2 separate regions of the Mus musculus genome follow, and region 2 is linked to region 1. The links are chromatin contacts, called in public Micro-C maps. All regions are on one chromosome and are shown on one strand. The core of a region is the stretch at or near the end of the contact, and the rest is flanking DNA. Distances in the headings are between cores, read along the strand shown. Region 1 has its middle 92 kb from the start of Gm29922. Region 2 has its middle 20 kb from the start of Gm30126.

What was found. Hi-C and Micro-C count contacts between places; a contact is called where the count stands out from the background.
Region 2: a Micro-C map of brown adipocytes shows a contact between it and region 1, with 2.0 times the contacts expected there. The contact joins two enhancer-like sites. A contact is called at or near these places in 5 of 484 Hi-C or Micro-C datasets (brown adipocytes, cranial neural crest, nephron progenitors and 2 more) and 1 of 9 other capture datasets (embryonic stem cells).

Annotation. Positions count from the first base shown.
Region 1 is chr4:105,936,004-105,938,967 of GRCm38.p6, reverse strand. No RefSeq gene overlaps it. Among named protein-coding and RNA genes, the nearest start is that of Gm29922, 92 kb to the right of the region's middle. Within about 2 kb of position 1,592, at least 50 of the 459 cell types and tissues checked have an H3K27ac peak or open chromatin away from gene starts, as enhancers often do. A contact at or near this core is called in brown adipocytes, where this site is marked.
Region 2 is chr4:106,143,165-106,146,128 of GRCm38.p6, reverse strand. No RefSeq gene overlaps it. Among named protein-coding and RNA genes, the nearest start is that of Gm30126, 20 kb to the right of the region's middle. Within about 2 kb of position 1,403, at least 13 of the 459 cell types and tissues checked have an H3K27ac peak or open chromatin away from gene starts, as enhancers often do. A contact at or near this core is called in brown adipocytes, where this site is marked.

The DNA.
Region 1 (2,964 bases), core at 343-2,842:
GCAGAAAGGGGTATCATAGAGAGCGATTTGAGGAAATTTTGGGGAAAAGCTGAAGTTAGCTAGGTTCTTTTCAACACTGTTTACATAGTACTTAGGATAATTAGAAATGTGAAGTTTTCAAGTAGAAAAATCATTAACTCTGACATTCTAATCAACCTTGGAATTGATGCCAATCTGAACCCTTGGCTACTGAGCAGACATTTTTTGATACGTAGCTGTGTGATCTTTTCCTTTGAGTAGAAGATTAAGGGCACAGTTTGGAATCATATGGAGAGTGTTAGCATAGCGTTTCATTTCCAAAGTGGCCTTAATTATAATTACAGGGGCACCATTTGGGGACAAATGGGGACTCTTCTATATTAGTCTTGTTTTCTTTCCATCTCTGTATTATGTGTAGTTAGACTATTTTGATTAGAAAGCGTGACACCCCAAATTCTTAGCACAATGCTCAGATAAGTCTTTTCACTAAAAAATGTCAAGCAAGCCCAACATCCTCAGCTCCTGGGATACAGACACAGTGTCCTGTAACCCATGTACTCAGATGCTCAGGATAAGGGTAGCAGTGTCCAACCCACAGAGGATGCTACAAGAATTTGGAGCTTCACAATGATTGTGCCAGAGATTCAGTTCCTAGCCTTCATTCCAAAGCTCCATTGTTTGTTTATTCCCATTCCCCAAAATTCTCTCGAGTCATGGATGCTTTGGTTGTTGGGAACAAACCCCAGTGTCTTACTTTTCTGGTGCAAACACAAAAGTTTACAGAGAATAAACCTTTGGGTAAGGAATAAGATTGTGTGCTTCCTCTTTCCATTGAGAAGGCATTTCACGGCTTTATGCCCTCAATCTCAGTCAGGCGTCACCTTCGTGTCTGAGGAAGAGTGGGAGAAATGGTAGATAAGACGAAAATGTAAGAAAAATCCCCAATGACTGGATCCCACGACTGAATCTCCCAAAGGCAAGAGCAAATGATTAGAGCTGTTTCCTTCTGAGTCCTCTAATATTGAAGCTGCCATGTCGGAGGGTGATCAACTGAAGGTAGTTTTGTTTCATTCTACTCAACCGGAGCTGAGCCTCGAGTGGTGGAGGGTCAGTTGCTCAGCAGTGCTGTAGTCTCTCTGTGGGCATTCCTTCTTCACGAATCATTCAGTTTCCTTCTGACTGCATACAGCTTTGTAGTGTGTGAGCCAGGCAGGCTCTCACTTCTCAGACACCCAGTTTTGTAACTCTGGAGGTGACTAAGTTGATGCCTAAACCAGAAGGTATCTTCCGTGTGTTGAAATGTGAGAGAGGCAGGAGGGACACTGAGACCCATGATCGGCAGGTCTTTCTGATCCTCTCTGGTACTGAACAGCCTTCAGGAGAAGATGGACTAGGGAATGGCCTGTGGGCCAGAGCTTTGGAGGTCTCTCTCAGCCATGGGTGGAAGACTCATGGCTTTCTGGCTGACCTCTAGCTAGAGGCTCTCAGTCTCTCTTTCCAAGGCCACTAACTAAGAAACCCTCCATAAAAGCTCCCTTATAGCCTGAGCTCCTAAGTATGTTTGTGACTAGCCCCGCTCTGACCCACAGCTGTGTCATGAAGCTAACTCCCAGCAGCTGGCTGTGGCAATGTGACACTGGGTTCTCTGATTTGTGATTGTTCCTTGTTCTCTGGGTAGCTCTGACTTAACCACTGAGTTCCTCCTCTCAGCCACAGACCTCTGAGACATGGGGCACGCCAAATGCACCTCCTCTCTGCTGGGCACCGCTAGTCTTTTACTGGGGATGGACTTATCATTTGGATGGATTTTCTGCTTCCTAATCCTGACCTGGGAGCCACACTATTGGACCAGTGAACTATTTCCTGTTTTTCTGGGTTACCCTTCTGTCTCCTCCGTCTGAGATTTCAATGCTCTTTCACCCTTTAGGATAGACTCTATCTAAATAACCTCTTCATTCAGTTTCCTTCAGTCAACACATAGAATCTTCTATTTCTTGCCAAGACACTGATGGAAGAATGTTGGACTGTGTAATTGTGGTTTGTGGTTAACATGGTTGCCCTTAAAACCCTTTCCTGAAACCAGGAGCCATCTAGCCTAGAGAGATGGCTCAGCAGTTAAGAGCTCATACTACTCCCGCTGTGGACTTGCGTTCAGTTCCTGCCACTTTATTAGGTGGCTCGCAACCATCTGTAACTCTAGCTGCAGGGGATCTGACACCCTCTTCTAGACTCTGTAGGAACCTGCATTTATGTGCAGTCATGTGCCCACCCCCACTCTATGCCATACACATAATTAAAAATGTAAAAGGTGGTGGAGGGATGCTTCAATATTACTGGTGCTCCTCTAGAGGACCAGGGTTACCAGCACCCACATGGCAGCTCACAATCCTTTGTTACTTTAGTTCTAGTGGATCTTCTGGCTTCCATCACAGGATTTTTATGACAGGAGAAGCCTCCTTCATAAATGTCCACCTTACTGGGACATTCAGGTCTGTATTCAACTGTAAGCATCACGAAACAGTCCTTCCTTTATTCCTGTACAAGTCAGCATCCAAGCATATTGACGAGCACATATATATCTATTTTTATATTTGAATCTTTAATTAATGAAAACTGTGTGAAAGATAATCACTGGCTGTTTTCTTCTTCACTGAGGACTATATCGCGTGACTTAGATAAACTCCACAACTGAGCACTTTGGAGGAGAGACAGTGCCAGTAAATGGCTTTGTTCAAAGGTTCCCTAAATTTTCGTACCAAGGATTTTTCCTTATCTCTTCTCCATCATTTTTAATTTAAAAAGAATTCTATATTTCCACTGTCAAGTATACAAAACATGAAAGCCAATGGCAGAAAGCATGAGTCTTTAGGGTTGACCTAGTGTTACTTGGAAGGACTTGGTGTGTTAGTGAGGGTGTGGCAAACGGGAAGGCGAAGCAGTGTGAGGAGTAATAACTTATGAGAACCCCCTGTCACCATCGTTCTT
Region 2 (2,964 bases), core at 154-2,653, 210 kb before region 1:
GGGAATGGCTTATAGGTTCAGAGGTTTAGTCCAATATAGTCATGGCAGGAAGCAAGGCAGCATGCAGGCAGACATGGTGCTGGAGAGGGAGCCAATTGTTCTACAGCGAGATCTGTAGGCAGCAGGGAGAGAGAGAGAGAGAGAGAGAGAGAGAGAGAGAGAGAGAGAGAGAGAGAGAGAGAGAGACTGGGCTTGGCCTGAGCTTTTGAAATTGCAAAACTCATCCCCCAGTGACACATCTTCTCCAACAAGGCCACACCTCCTAGTCTCTGTCAGGGAGCACCAATGACCAAGCATTCAAATATCTGAGCTACTGGAGGCTGTTCTTATTCAAAGCAGCACATCTTTCTACATGCCGCCTTTGCAGTGCCTCAACAGCTTCCCTTTCCTAGAGTTCTGGTACTGTTGTTGAGAGTCTGAGAGTCGGGTAAGTCTTTTCATGGGAGTTTGATAGGATGACCATTCTCTCTACATATGGGAGGAAGTGAGCTGCAGTCAGCTCAAGACCCATAGCTGGGGAACCAGGAGCCAGGATGCCTGTAGCTGTAGGGGTCGTAGTATCTGCTTTCTGTTAAAGGCAGTGGTTCTCAACCTGTCAGTTGTGACCCCTCTGGGGGTCAAATGACCCATTCACAGGGCTGACATATCAGATATCCCGCATATCAGATATTTACATTACAACTCATAAAAGTAGCAAAATTACGGTTATGAAGTAGCAGTGAAAATAAATTTAGGGTTGAGGTCACCACAACATGAGGAACTGTATAAAAGGCCCAGTATTAGGAAAGTTGAGAAGCACTGGTTTAAGGCCTTTTTCTTGTCAAGGGGCTGAGCTGGAAGAGCTGTTGAGATGGCAAGAGTGGTATCTCAATGATACCTGCTTTTTGATGTATTTGGAAAATATTATTATAAAGGACTAGTTATAAGGGGGGGAAATGTACTTGTAACTCACTTTTTTAGTTTGGTTCTTCATTGCTAAAACACTGCCAAAAGCAAACTGGGGAAGAAAGTGTTTCTTTGGCTTATACTTCCAGGTCACAGCCCACCATTGAGGGAAGCGAGGAAAGGAACTGAAGCAGAGGCCACGGAGGAATATTGTTTACTGGGTTGCTCCCTCTGCTTGCTCAGCTGCTTTCTTACACAACCCAGGGCCATCTGCACAGGGCTGGCACTGCCCACAGTGGCCTAGGCACGCCTCCATCAGTTAGCAATTTAAGAAACTGCTCCATAGACATGCCCCCAGGCCAAGCTAATGAAGACAATTTCTCAGCTGGGATGCCCTCTTCCTAGGCGTGCTACGTCTGTGTCCATTGCTAACCAGCAGAGCCACCTTGGACAGAGAACCACAATTCTATATCCATCCAGATAGTTTCTCGTGAGAGGCTCTGCACATGTGGCCTATAAACAGTTGCATCAGACCCTGGCAAGTTTGAGAACATAAGTGTCTTATCCTGATTTCAGCAGAGGGAGGCTCCACTTACACATAATTTAAAAAATTTAAACTAAAATTAAGAGTGTAATGTCATGCCTTTTGCATTTTGAAATTTTTTTGGCTGTATGTCCTTCTTATTTTACATATACATTCCTGAGTGGAGCAAGGCTGGATCCCCAATTATATGTTCTCATTCATATCTGAGTGTGTCATAACATGCTGGGATGTTACAACATTTCCACTCATCACTTTTGTCTTTCCTGCTTGACTGTAATTTGAAAGGTTGGGATGATGGCTGCTTGCACCCCATACTGCCATCACGTCTTTCCAGTCTTTTCTCTTTTTTCTTAGGTATTTTCTTCATACATTTCAAATGCTATCCTGAAAGTCCCCTATACCCTCCCCCTGCCCTGCTCCCCAACTCACCCACTCCTGCTTCCTGGCCCTGGCATTCTCCTGTACTGGGGTATAGAATCTTCGCAAGACCAAGGGCCTCTCCTTCCAATGATGGCCAACTAGGCTATCTTCTGCTTCATATGCAGCTAGAGACATGAGCTCTAGGGGGTACTGGTTAGTTCATAATATTATTTTACCTATAGGGTTGAAGACCCCTTCAGCTCCTTGGGTGCTTTCTCTAGCTTCTCCATTGGGGGCCCTGTGTTCTATCCTATAGATGACTGTGAGCATCCACTCCTGTATTTGCCAGGCACTGGCATAGCCTCACAAGAGACAGCTATATCAGGGTCTGGTAGGCAAAATCTTGCTGGCATATGCAATAGTGTCTGGGTTTGGTGGCTGTTTATAGGAAGGATCCCTGGGTGGGGCAGTCTCTGGATGATCCTTCCTTCCGTCTCAGCCCCAGATTTTGTCTCTGTAACTCCCTCCATGGGTATTTTGTTCCCCATTCTAAGGAGGAATGAAGTATCCAGTCTTGATGTTAATTCAGTCCACATCTCTGATCCTGAGAGTGTCAGCCTGGAACCTGTGCCAATGGCCCTGCTGGCTAGATATACCTATGGACCTCTGTGAATGCCTTCAATCTTTTGGGATTCTATTGATACTAGCCCTGAAGTGAGGACACACATAGTTCACCATATATGATAAGGAGTGAGGGAGACCTTTATGGACCAGAAGATTCATGGAGGTCTCAATTTCCCTTAAGAGAAGGACAAAAAGGTACCAGATGGCCTTGCCATGGCCTCAATTTTTTTCCCCCACAGCTTCCTCAGCCATGATGGGGACTGTTGAGGGGAAAGGGTCTTGGAAAACCATTTACAGGAGTCAGTACCACATTTCAAGCTCTGGACATGGAGGGATGGGGCAGACAATGGCACATGTCTGTGTTCTTCATTGTTGTAACAAACGTGAGAGGCAGAGGGAAAGCAGTAACATCTACCGTCCTGATCAAGCATTTGTAACGTCTTCAACGTGTGCTATAAACTATTCTATGGTATGTTGGTGGCCTCTCCATCTTACTGTGTGGCACACTTATCCACTAGATTGAAGACATTATATAAGTGAGACCTAGAAAT